2 separate regions of the Ovis aries genome follow, and region 2 is linked to region 1. The links are chromatin contacts, called in public Hi-C maps. All regions are on one chromosome and are shown on one strand. The core of a region is the stretch at or near the end of the contact, and the rest is flanking DNA. Distances in the headings are between cores, read along the strand shown.

Region 1 (3,740 bases), core at 497-2,996:
GCGGTGATGATATTCTTCGTTGACCAGCACCCCCTTTCTAAACTTCCCTTTCCTGTGTAGTCACCTACTGCAATATCTTTCTGTACCATTTTAAAAGCAAAGTCAATGGAAACTACACTAGCCTTCAAACTAGAAGGGTAAATTTGAGACTCCTCCTTTAGAGACCAGAACCTTTCCCAAACCTTAACAAAGGCTAATAGCCAGTGGGGGTTATGGTTGGACCTCATTGCATCTACGTTACATAGAGGCAGGTACCTCTCACACCCACTTAGGAAAATAAATGTATTTTTAATCAATTCTGTGGACAGTACACCTGCTGCAAGAAACATTGACCTTAGATTCCTTTTTCAGCTATCAAGATGGATAACAACCCCATCATTCTTTCAGAGAGAGGCGCAAACCTAAGAAGTAGACTCTTAAGAGCCATACTAATTGTTGATCAAGTAATGCCAAAATATTCAATGGCTTTGGCTGGTTCCAGTTCTTAAGAATCTGTTAAGCAAAGTTAATATTTCACAAAACCAAAGAGTTCAGCTCTGAAGCCCAAACAGCAAGGAATCAGATTTATGTTTTCCATGGAGTTCTCTACCTGATAAGGTAGACAAGTCACTTCTTTGCATCTTAGTGTTCATATCTGTTAAGTGAGGGAAGGGATACATACACACCCTAACGTCCCTCAGGGGCTGTGGAAAGAAAATGAATTAAAAATGTTTTTGAAGTTTTAAAAGTTATACAGGGATTTTTGGCTTCATTTATTTGAGGAAGATAAAAATAGCATCAAAACAAAACGAAAACAGCTTACTTAGAATAACCTGCAGGAGGGAAGAAGAGAAATTAAAGACGCATCACAAAAGCAAAGATGAAGTGGTCAAAGTAAGTGCAGTCAGAACAAAAACAAGCTTTAAAACAGAACTTTTGTCAGCTCTGCATTTTCAAGATGAGTTAGTCATAATTATTGCATTGGGTGGAAGAATTATTAAAAATCTACCTAAAAGTATGCTGCTTCCCAAAACGGAAAAAAACGAATTGATGCTTTCTCATTTGTGTTTATTCTTGGGCAACTTGGCCTGATAATATTTAGTTCTTTTCTTTAATTATAGACTCACTTTGCATTTATTCATCACCCCTGCCCTCCCATACATATCTCTATTTTACTATCAGCAACACAAAGTGCAAGGATATATTCAGTTTCACTATAGCTCTTCCCGTTTACAAGTGTGGAGCGCTTGACTTCGGTACGCCCTTCTGATTGGCTAAGCCATTGTCAGTGACATCAACCAACTTACTTTTGATTGGAAGGCTGGTTGCTGGGACTGTAGCGTTTGCAGGAAGTCACTTAACTGTTTGCGAGCTGGAAAACCGAAACGGACGTTATCTTTTTGTCATAAGAAAGAACGCAGCTGAGTAGGAAGGTGTATCCTACAACTCCGCCAGCTGGAACGTGAGCCAGGAGGCCTGGACCGGCTAAGGGATTGAGGGGCACTCCCAAAGACGTCCGGCTGCTCCTTTCCAGCCTCCCGGCTGTTACCCTTTTAAATGTCAGCGTTCGAGGCTGTAGGGGTAGCACGAGGCATCGAAACGGAACAGTCGGATTGGCCGCGCGCCTCAGTTCTAGACGCACCTCTCCACCGAAAGGCCGTTCTGACTGGCAGCGGGAGAAAGTAAACAGAGTTGAATCACCCTCCCCACTGGCCAATTGGAGGGGGTTCGGATTGTGACGTGATGGGATTCTGCGAAATTGTTACTGTGCGAGAGAATGCCGGCACGGTGCGGACCGGCAAGAGCAGGGGCTCAGAAGCTGTCAGTGGACTGGGGGAAAAGTGTCTCTTAGACCTGGCGCTTCGTCCGGCGCTTGCCACCCGCGTCCAGGTGGTTGGGTGAAAGTCCTGGGGCTTTGGCTCGACGGAGAGGCAGCCGAGGGCGTGTACCTCTCAGGCAGTTTCCTCTCCCAGCGCCTCGGGGGCGTTTTCGGTCGAATAAACTTGCGACCGCCACGTGTGGCATCTTTCCAAGGGAGCGAGCTCGGAGTGGCGGGCGCGCCCGTCGGTGGGGATCGCGCCCGGCTCTGGGCATCGGCGGCGGCGAGAGGCGGCAGCGCGGCGGAGCCCGGGGCCGTGGATGCTGCGTGCGGAGGCGCTGCCGGTTACGTAAAGATGAGGGGCTGAGGTCGCCTCGCGCTCTGCGAGTCGGAAGCGCCCCGCGCCCCCGCCCCCTTGGCCACCGCGCGGCGCAGCGCTCGTAGTCCGAGGCCAGGGCACGGCGAGCCGAACCTCCGCAGCCACCGCCAAGTTTGGCCGCGCCGCCGGGGCTGCTGTCGCCCGCACCATGTCCGCAGCCGCCTACATGGACTTCGTGGCTGCCCAGTGTCTGGTTTCCATTTCGAACCGCGCTGCGGTGCCGGAGCATGGGGGCGCTCCGGACGCCGAGCGGCTGCGACTACCTGAGCGCGAGGTGACCAAGGAACACGGTGACCCGGGGGATACCTGGAAGGATTACTGCACGCTGGTCACCATCGCCAAGAGCTTGCTGGACCTGAACAAGTACCGACCCATCCAGACCCCCTCGGTGTGCAGCGAGAGCCCGGATGAGGATATGGGGTCCGACAGCGACGTGACCACCGAATCTGGGTCGAGTCCTTCCCACAGCCCGGAGGAGAGACAGGATCCTGGCGGCGCGCCCAGCCCGCTCTCCCTCCTCCACCCTGGAGTGGCTGCGAAGGGGAAACACGCCTCCGAAAAGAGGCACAAGTGCCCCTACAGTGGCTGTGGGAAAGTCTATGGAAAATCCTCCCATCTCAAAGCCCATTACAGAGTGCATACAGGTTAGCGGCGTCTCCCTCTCCAGCCCAACTCTGGGGTTAACCTTTGGCCAGGCAGTCTTCCTGGGTGTGGAGTATTCCATGTGTGGCCGAAAGGGTGCAAAATTTTGGATGAGTTGCTGTTTAATTCTTTAAAATGATTGAACCTGGTAGAAACGGAGAGCTCACTCTCTTTAATCGTCCCCAGCCTCTAGAAGCCATGGAGAGCCTTAACTTGGGGGACAGAAAGAGTGCTGAGGGCCAGCCCCTGTGCGTGGCTTCGTGGGGAGTGGTGCGGCCCCTCCCCTGTCCCGCCCCGCCCCCCTCCCCAGGACTCCCGCACCGGGCGACTATGGGGCCACCCAACCTTGGCAGACGCTAACGGGGGCTTGGGGGGACAGAGTCAAATGGTGTATGTTTTATTTTATTCTCTTGTGGGATTGCAGCGAAGTGGCCGAAAGCTGGGGAGAAGCGGCGCACTTTACATGGAACCTTTTAGGGATGACTAAGGGCTCGGTTAGCTGTATGCTTGCTACTTTTCAGGGCTTGCCAAGGTGGTTTTAAATATGGCCAAGAGTCCTCAGAGAGGTTTAAAATAACACTGCTTCAGGCAGCAGTGGAGTTTGATCAAGTGATGGTTAACTTTACAACTAGTTAGCCTTTTTAAGGAGATTTCAGAGCGGATTTTTCCCCACGTAATTTAGATCGCACCCTCCACCTTGAATAGAGCACTTAGCAAGGAGGTGTGGTCCTTGCCGGAGGTCAAGGCTGATAATGAAGGTTGGGGTGTTTTGGAGGCCCCGTGGAAGGGGGTCTCCCAGGGAGAGCAAAAGGCAGGTCTGATCGTCGATGCCTGTGGCTGGTAAGACATCTGCAGTATAAAATAGGCTTTGGAGACTTAAAGGAACGTTGGTCAGTCAATTCTGTTGGTTCTGTTTAACAT
Region 2 (3,585 bases), core at 82-2,581, 190 kb after region 1:
TCATATCCTCCAGTACAAGGCCCTTCTCACAACTGTGGAGGAAATTAATCATTTCATCCTTTGCGCCCCCAGGGCATCCTGATACACACACATATATATATATATAATTATGGTAGGTACTTCATTTGATATTTATCTTTCCTGATTTGAATTAAAACAACAATTCAGCTACTTATCAGCTGAGTAAACCTGGGCAAATCAACCTCTCTGAGCTTAACAGTGGAGATGCTATAAACAGTTATGAGGAATGAATGAGGGTACTGTGCAAATAAAGTACCTATTTCTATACCTGGCACAGGATAGATGCGTTAAAGAAAATGTCGTTATTGTTACTCTAATTGTTTTCCTTAGGCCACTGTGCAAGCTTAAAATATAACAGACAAATGAACTGCAAGGTGCTAGACGGATACACGGTAGTTGTGTTACAACATCCTCACTAAATTCTAAAGTGAATACTATGATTAGCTGTCTGAAGGGTGAGAAAGCAACCAGGGAAGAAAGTCAGATTTGAAGAAGACAAGGCTCTGCTGGGTAGCGCAACAACTGAGAGCAGGGCTTAATTTTCTGGTACATTTCAGGAAATGTCTCCATCCATGACAACCATCACCATCTATGTCCACCTGGCAACTGCCATCTCTTCACGAAATGTGCCACAGCGTCACTGTCGCACTGATTTAACCGTTGCTTTTTGACTTCCCAGGACCACAGTTTTGTGAATTACAGATTATGTCTACAGGCCGTGACTCCCAGCGGGAGGAGATGTAATTCCTACTACGTCCACTGCCCGCCATTTGACGCCTTCAAACAACTTTGGCATTAAGAATTTAAAAACTGCAATACACAAGGCACACACCTACCACATCAACAAACACGTCAATCTCCACGGCCCACAAGTAAATATCCTCACAGCAATCCCCGGACGAATTTACCAAAAGCTAGGCACACCTCGACCGACCCGCCCCCCGCATGCACGCAGCTTGCGGCCCTCGTGTGCCGGCCGCTGGCCTCCCACGCCGCGGCTCGGCCTCCGGTCACTCACAGGAAGTTCTCCATCGCGATGCGGACTATAGAGCCTTCCACGAAAGGCCCGGACGACGGCAGTGGCGGTGGCGCAGCCGGTGGGACCGAACTCTTTTTCTTGCTCGGGACTTCCGACGAGGGATCACTCAGGAGAGCTCTCTTGGAGGCCAGGGGGCTTTGAGTGGACGTTTTCCTGCTCGGTGTCGCCATCCTGGCGGTCTCTCTTCCTGGCTGTGGCTTCCGTTCCCACCTACCTACAGCCCCAGCGCGCCGCCGTCCCACTCCCGCGCGAATAGCGCGGCGCGCGACTGCGCGAGAGCCGGCCCCGGCGCCTGCGCAGTCCCTTCCTGGTAGCGTCACAGGGTATGCCCCACCCCTCCACCCCTCCGCCCCTTGCGGGTCCTGGGAGACCTGAGCTGGCGGGAATCGGACGGGGTGGCATACAGGACCCAGCGGGAAGCGGGCACGGGACTGGTCTGTACGTTTCTGCATTTTGCCGATTTTTTTTTTTTTAACTCAGAAAAAAATGTCAGCTGCATTTAATGTTTTGAAAGCCTTTTCAGCGCTCCAGGAAACATCCACGAGGGGAGGGAGCGCGGGACCTCTTCATCTTCTGACTGTGCTTTTAATCAGGTCCCCGTGTCAAAACAGAAACCCCAACAATGCAAGCTTTCGAATGACTCTATGCCAGCTCTTCCCTTAAAACATAGCGTTCGTGTCTGTTGCGCTCTCCAACAGGTGTAAAGGTTGCACCGCACAGGTTTTCTTCACTACCCCCACCACCACCCCCTCTCCCTAGTTCCCTAGTAAGAATTCCTCCTTCGAACTTTCTAGAAATGCCCCAGCGAGCACGCTGGCATCGTTGAGAGGATGCTTCCACTTAAACCTAGTCACGTTCATCTAGTTAAATCCCTTATTAAAGATGAGGTTCACTGAGGCCTCTGCAGGTCTTTACTCACTCTAATAATGTCTGATCTACAGTAGGCTAGGCTGAGGCAGTGAGGGAACCAGGCAAGCAGGTCTCAGAGCTTACGTTCTGGTGTGGAAGACAGGAAAAGAACAAGATAACCTACATAGGATCAAGATAATTCCAGGCGGTGATAGGTGTCATGAAGGGAAAAACAGAATGAATGTAAGAAGCAGGGAAGGCCTGTCAGAGAAAGTGATACTTGAGCTAAATCCTGGAGAAGGAGCTAGCGGAGGAAATGAGAAAAGAGCATTCCAGGCAAGGACAGAGGCTCTGAGGTGGAAACCAGCAGAATGAGGAACAAAGGGAAGGCCGGCTAAGCTGTGCTGAAGTGAGCAAGCTTGCTTAGGGGGGCCTTGCCCATCATGCATTTTATTTTAAAAGCAATGGGAAGCCATTGGATGGTTTTAAGCAGGAGAGAGACAAGATCTGATTAAAGTTTTTAAATGGAGCACTCTGGTTTCTGATTCCTCAGAGTCAAGCATGGAAGTTGAGAGGGCATTTAGAAAGCAATCGCAGAAAACCCTGATTCCCCACTTCAGGATAAAGGCTCCTTTCCCAAGCCCCTGCTTCTTCTCACACAACTGAAATCTGTACTCTTTAAAAGTTGTAACCAAAGAAAGAATAAAAAATTTTTTTTAAATGTGAACATGTCTTGGTTGTTAGAAAATTTTTAGTTTTTCAGCAAATTAAATAATACCTTTAAAACTGTTCAAAAGGCAGGAAATAATCTTTTTAAAAATAGGGCTTAGGAGGGTACTATACCCTCATTTGCTACATTGCTAGTACAAACTTTTTGAGAAGTGACTTGGTAACCTGCTTCAAGAGCCTTAGAAGAGTCAAATTCTTTGAAGAAATCATTACATTTAGGGAAACCTAATGGTAAAATGGCACCCCACTCCAGTACTCTTGCCTGGAAAATCCCATGGATGGAGGAGCCTGGTAGGCTGCAGTCCATGCTAAGGGTCGGACACGACTGAGTGACTTCCCTTTCACTTTTCACTTTCATGCATTGGAGAAGGAAATGGCAATCCACTCCAGTGTTCTTGCCTGGAGAATCCCAGGGACAGGGGAGCCTGGTGGGCTGCTGTCTGTCGGGCTGCACAGAGTCGGACATGACTGAAGTGACTTAGCAGCAATGGTAAAATAATACATGCAGTGATAATGAGGGTTGAGAGCAGGAAACCAATCTAATCATTTTATACTATCATTAGATCTCAGTGAACCACTCAAATTGTGCTTATAAAGTTGAGTTGGGAAATGTGTGTGTGTGTGTTTGTGTTTATGCTCAGTCATGTCCAACTGTTTGTGACCCCATGGACTGTAGGCCACCAGGCTCCTCTGTCCCTGGGATTTTTCAGGCGAGAGTACTGGAATGGGGTGCCATTTCCTCCTCCAGGGGATCTTCCCGACCCAAGAATCTAACGCGTATCTCCTCTGTGTCTTGCCTTGCAGGTGGAATCTAACCCTAAGCTATCAGGAAATGACACCACATATTATGCATATGGATTGTGAGTTCTTGTCTAGACTGTCCGTCAGTCATGCTCTACCGTCATCCTTTGAAAAGGAAAATGTTACTGGTTTTACTTCTAACCACA

Evidence for each region. Hi-C and Micro-C count contacts between places; a contact is called where the count stands out from the background.
Region 2: a Hi-C map of hypothalamus shows a contact between it and region 1, with 2.9 times the contacts expected there. The contact joins the promoter of SMC5 here to the promoter of KLF9 in region 1. A contact is called at or near these places in 2 of 16 Hi-C or Micro-C datasets (hypothalamus and skin fibroblasts).

What each region holds. Positions count from the first base shown.
Region 1 is chr2:66,236,266-66,240,005 of ARS-UI_Ramb_v3.0, forward strand. It overlaps KLF9 (KLF transcription factor 9), which reads left to right and starts at 1,747. Exons shown (of 2, transcript XM_004004321.6): 1 at 1,747-2,821. The coding sequence starts at 2,326.
Region 2 is chr2:66,427,411-66,430,995 of ARS-UI_Ramb_v3.0, forward strand. SMC5 (structural maintenance of chromosomes 5) reads right to left here and starts at 1,332. Exons shown (of 23, transcript XM_060409381.1): 1 at 1,040-1,332. The coding sequence starts at 1,230. It overlaps LOC132659174 (a long non-coding RNA gene), which reads left to right and starts at 1,416. Exons shown (of 2, transcript XR_009599228.1): 1 at 1,416-1,498; 2 at 3,443-3,585.